2 separate regions of the Mus musculus genome follow, and region 2 is linked to region 1. The links are chromatin contacts, called in public HiChIP or PLAC-seq maps. All regions are on one chromosome and are shown on one strand. Each heading gives the region's core, a stretch centred on a gene start, on an enhancer-like site or on the middle of the called end of the contact. The rest is flanking DNA. Distances are from core to core; before and after follow the strand shown.

Region 1 (2,650 bases), core at 92-2,591:
TGGTCCGGAGCCACAGCTTCCCTCGCTTTGTCTGGGCCCGCCGAGACCTCACGTTTCTCGCCCAGCTGCAGCCCCAGTCCAAGGGCCAGGCATCCAGCAGGTGCTCAATACTTACTTGGGAAAATAAGAAATGTGGCCAACTTTGCTCTGGGAACTTTTCCCCCGTGTTGTCTCCACTCCTCTGGAGAAGCCGAAGACAGAGCTGGTCTTGGGAGCACGCCCAGGCGCCCCATGAATAATTGACCCTTGGTGGCGACACTGCCCCGCTCTGTCCGCGGGCTCCGTACCCGCCCATGCGTCGGAGTCGAGCGGCGCAGCTCTTGAGTGGCGGGTGTCCGGGAGGTTGGAGGCGGGGTGTCCGGCCTGTCCCAGAGCTGGGAGGAGGCCAGGCTATGCCGAACCCCGGGCCCCGCGGGGAGCCACAAGGGCCCAGACCTCAGCGAACGACCACGCCTCGGCGCCCTCCAGCAGTGCACCCCGGGGTCGAGCCTAGGCCCTGGGCTTGGGGAGGATGCGAGGGACCCCGAACTCCTCTGAACCCCATTCGCACCCGGGTCCCGGTGATAGCAGCCGGGGCCGTTCCCTCGAGTCTGACCGTCCAGGGCTCTGCGAACAGCTGTTTAAAGGCTCTTTACTGTTGAGGGCTCTGCGGCGACGTTTGCTCTAAGTCCCATCTGCCCACTTAAAAAATATATTAAGTGAAGAGCACCCCCAGCTTCCACCCCTGACTGGGGAGGGGGCAGGTTGAGCCCTAACCCGTATTCGGAAGGACTGGCCACTCGGGCTCCCCCGACCCCAACCCCCATTAGCTCTTATTTGGGATAGGGCACCCCAGACTTCCTGGGGGCTGCTCTCTGGAGCCCCCTTTGTGCCTGGCAGGGACAGCCCCCCCATTTCCATGCGAGGTTCTGACGCTCCCTTCTCCCCCGCTTGTTAATCTTTGTTCCCCTTTTCTGCTGAGAGGAGGGGAAAAAAAAGAGGGAGAGGGCGAAAGAAAAGAAGGAAAAAGGCGTGACTCGATTTTCAAACGAAACTCCCACAGCAAACAAAACCCTTTTAGAGAAATAAAGGAGGAAGGAGGAAGAAAAGAGGGAAGGGGAAGAAAAAAAAGAGAAGCCTCCAGGCTTGCAATTCGAGTAGGAGAGTTGCAGCGAGAGAAAGAAAGAAAAGAAGAAAAATCCTCTCTGCGGTAGAAAGAGAAAAAGAAAACTTGGGCCGAGGAGAGGGGGGTGCTGGGGGGGTGGAAGGAAGTGAGAAAACAAAAGAGAGATAAAAGGGCTGCTTTTCTGTCTCTCTTCCTCTGCGAGCAGGCTTAGGAGGAGCTGTTTAGCATCCCTTCACGTCAGCCCTGCCTCATTCCCTTCTTCCAGGGAGGGAGAGAGCGCGAGCGAGAGAGCGAGCGAGCGCGAGAGAGAGCAGGAGGGAGAGAGAGAGGGGGGGAGAAAGAGAGGAGCCGGAGGGAGGGTGGCAGAGCAGGGCGGGCGCGCGTGGAGGCGGCGCGCAGCTGCAACCCGGGCGGTGGGCAGCAGGAGCCCCCGGCCCGCCCGGCCCGGCCAGCCGAGGGCCCCCAGCGCGAGGAGCCGCGCCCGGACCCAGGGTGAGTGTCCCGCGAGCCCGCGGCCCCGCCAGCCCCCGGGCGGCCCGCGGCGGGGTGGCTGGGGGGCGCGGGGGTGGGTCGCTGCGGCCGCGGTCGACCCGCCCCCCGCCTCTCCCCGGGGACGGCGGCGCGCAGGCAAACATGTCGTCTTTTCCTTTCACTTCCACATTCCCTCATGCCGGAGAGCTGGAGCGAGAGAAGGGGAAAGAGAGAGAGATGGCGTCTGGAGGGGGGGAGGAGGAGGGAGGAGAGGGGGAAGGGAAGGAGAGAGGAGAGAGAGAGACAGAGAGAGAGAGAGAGGAGAGAGAGAGAGAGAGAGAGAGAGAGAGAGAGAGAGAGAGAGAGAGAGAGAGAGAGAGAGAGAGAGAGAGAGAGAGAGAGAGAGAGAGAGAGAGAGAGAGAGAGAGAGAGAGAGAGAGAGAGAGAGAGAGAGAGAGAGAGAGAGAGAGAGAGAGAGAGAGAGAGAGGCACAGGCAGAGAAGCAGCAAAATGAAAGGAAAGCGCGGCGGTAGCGTGGGAGGCCGGGGAGGCGGCGGCGGCGGTCTCCGGCCCGCACGTGGGTGTCGCGGCGCTCGGGGATGCTCCCCCCGCACCCGGCCCGGGACTCAAAGTTTCACCCTTCGCCGCCCCGCCCCTGCGGCTGCCCACAAACTTTTTACTCCGGGAGCGGGTGGGGTGGCCGCGCGGCCCGGCCGGCAGGGTGGCTAGGGCTCAGCGCGCAGCTGGCGTGCCGGGCGCCCCTCGAGGGCAGCGGGCGTCACCAGCGCGGGACCCCGGCCCACCTCGGTGGCCCCGTCTCCGACCTGTTGAAGGCGCACCCCCCGGGCCGGGAACCGGTGGGCAGATCCCCACGGCAGATCTCGAGCCTCCCGTGGCTCGGCCTCCCTTCCTCGCCGCCCCCTCTCCCTCTCCTCGCGGTCATTTTCCTAATTGGACGGAGCTGTGGGGCGTGATCGTCGGCGTCAGACGGAGGAGCCCCCCGAATCGGGTGGTCTTCCCTCCACGACTCTCAGACCCCACCGAGCCGGCCTCGGTGCTACCCCCCACCCCTCC
Region 2 (2,650 bases), core at 104-2,603, 550 kb after region 1:
TTCTCAACTGAAGTTCCTCTACTAATAACCCAAACTTGTATCAAGCCATCCTCTGATTTTTTTTTTTTTAGGAGCCAGTTTTGGAGTCTGCAAAGGCTGCTGAAACTCTTAACTCTGTCCATTTCCTCCTCTTCCTCCTCCTTTTCCTCTTTTTTCTTGCCTCTTAAAATATCTTCTTTATTTTTAATTATGTATATATGCATGTGGGGTTATGGTGGGTTGAGCTGCCATGTGGGTGCTGAGAACTGAACCCATGCCCTCTGCAAGGTCAATGAGCACTCCTAAATGCTGAGCCCTCTCTCGAGCCCTCTCTTGCCTCTTGTTTAGCTGTGTGTTTACTGGGCTCCATTATAACCATCTGGGACACCACCGTGGAGTACCCACTTGGCTCCCAGTGGTAGAAGGAGACCTCACGGGTGTCAATCTGTGATGTTCCCAGCAGGATGACTTCTAAGCCTCATTGTTGAATGCCCTTGAGAGTTTGTGTGGCATTTAGCATCCTTTAATAAGGTTCTGTTCAGCGTGAGACAGCTGGAGAGGAGGTCGTTGCTTGTAGCCACAGGACTTTCCTGATACACAGAGGAGGAAGGTGATAAGTCAAGTTAAGAGAGTTTCCCAGAGAGCCCAGTGTCAGCAGGTTTATACAGTGATGGGAGAGGGCCATGCTAGGGTGAACCCTGGAGGGGAGTCTGGAATGTACAAGGAACCAGCCCCACAAGATGAGCACTACGGAGACTGCTGGGCAAGTGAGCAGAGAATACAAGGGTATTGTGGCAGAGGGGGGTTGGCATGGTGGGCTAAGTAGAGTTGGGTAAAGAGGGACATTAGACTGGAGAGAGGTGAAGCCTTCCAGGCCAGGGGACTACAGGTGTGAACCATCACACTTTTGGCTTTTTAATGACAAGATCTTGCTATGTAGTCCAGGTTGGCCTTAAACTCAATCCTCCTGCCTCAGCTTCTCAAATGCCAGCACTTATATCATGCACACCAGCTTCCAACCCACATCATGGCTGCAACTCACATCTAGAGTCAGAACCCAGAGCAACATACCAAGTTCCTGACTGGCAAGTTCGTGAGACAAATTAAGTCTGGGTGATTTGTCCCTTCTGTCCTCCCTTGTGCACCACAGTGGCTATGGCATCTGACTGGTGAGCACCCGAGTTGCTAACTTTTCTGTTGCTGTGATAAGACACCATGACCACCGCAACTCCTAGAAGGAACCGCTTCCTTGGGGTTTATGTTTCTAGAGGGTTAACGGTCATCACCATCACAGACAGGAAGTATGGTATCAGACGGACACGACGTCTAGATCTGGAAACAGAACTAAAGGCACAAACAGGAAGCAGAGAGAGAGAATTAGAAACCAAGAGAGTCTTTCAAACTCTCAGAGCCTGCTCTCAGTCACTCACTTCCTCCGGCAAGACCACACCTCTGAAAGTTACTCAAACAGGCCATCCACTTGGGATCAAGTAGTCAAATATACAAAGGTGTGGAAGGCATTCTCACACCAGCACAGTACCCATGCTCAATGCGTGGTAGCTGTTTTGACCATCATTTCTAGTAGGGGTTGGTTTAGAGAAAGACAAGACTGTGAGAGGAAGATGTCTGACGGAGGTAAAAAGAAAGGACGCATAAATGAGTCACTAGCATCATTGGAAAGACAGCATGAGAGAGAGCCCAGCTTCACCACGGTCCTGGTCCTCAGCACTCCGCTTTTCTCCTGGGCTCCTAAGTTTCTATGTCTTCCCTGTAAATGCTCTGCAGCTTGGGATGCCATGGGTGAGCTGTCTCTCCATTATGATGGTACCCACCCGGTGGCTACACTCAGCCCTGTGTCAGCCTCCAGCTGGGTGGGGCTGGGCGGTTTCCTCTGCTTTTTCTATTGGGAGAGGCAGGATTGCGCAGACTCAGCATGCTACACCTTGCTCACCTGCGCTGGCTCTGACTGTCATCTGGTCTGGGTGGATGGCTAAGGTATCTGTGCAGAAGGTGCCAGAATTTCTGCTTAGTCTTCCAATGTCCTGGAAGCAGATATTGAACATTTTTAAATTTTTATTTTATAAAAATCAATTTTGCTTTTTAGTGTTCATTATAAAACAAATACAGTATTAAACAGGGCTGGGATGTAACTCTGTTGTCAGAGTGCTGGCTTAGCATGAATGAAGCCCTTGGCTCCACCCCCAGGACTGCGGAAACTAGGCAAGCTGGTGCAGTCTGCAGACCTCAGGGGTGTAGAAGCAGGCAGATTAGAAGTTCAAGGTCATCCGCAGCTACCTTGTGACCCCTGGGTCAGTCTGGGGTATCTGAAGCTCTTGTTTTAAAACAAACAAGAACCAGAGAGATGGCTTAGTGGGTAAAAGGGCTTGACACGTAAGCCTGTGGCTGACAACCTGAATTTGATCATCAGAACAGTCTGGAAGCTCGCAGGACATCGGGAAATTGAAAAGACCTGTTTAAGAAGCACGGGGAAGGAGGGTGTGGCTGATGGAGCCAGCCCAGCCCTGTAGGGCTTTGCTCAGGCCTTCCCACTGCCCAGTTAGGTCTGGGAAAAACTTAAAGTCCAACTTTGCCTTTTGCTCTTTTCTAGCTCTTTCCGATTGATCTTCTCTCCCTGCATCTGCCAGGTGACTGCTCAATGATGCTACGGCCT

The links. HiChIP or PLAC-seq counts read pairs in DNA pulled down with a chosen protein or histone mark.
Region 2: an H3K27ac HiChIP or PLAC-seq map of acute myeloid leukemia shows a contact between it and region 1, with 2.6 times the contacts expected there. The contact joins the enhancer-like site here to the promoter of Zfp710 in region 1. A contact is called at or near these places in 1 of 39 promoter capture datasets (pre-B cells), 3 of 115 datasets of contacts at active chromatin or transcription factors (acute myeloid leukemia, bone marrow-derived macrophages and embryonic stem cells) and 2 of 9 other capture datasets (adipose tissue and liver).

What each region holds. Positions count from the first base shown.
Region 1 is chr7:80,024,887-80,027,536 of GRCm38.p6, forward strand. It overlaps Zfp710 (zinc finger protein 710), which reads left to right and starts at 1,342. Exons shown (of 5, transcript NM_175433.5): 1 at 1,342-1,597.
Region 2 is chr7:80,574,613-80,577,262 of GRCm38.p6, forward strand. No RefSeq gene overlaps it. Among named protein-coding and RNA genes, the nearest start is that of Gm42398, 20 kb to the left of the region's middle. Within about 2 kb of position 1,354, at least 64 of the 459 cell types and tissues checked have an H3K27ac peak or open chromatin away from gene starts, as enhancers often do. A contact at or near this core is called in acute myeloid leukemia, adipose tissue, bone marrow-derived macrophages and 1 more, where this site is marked.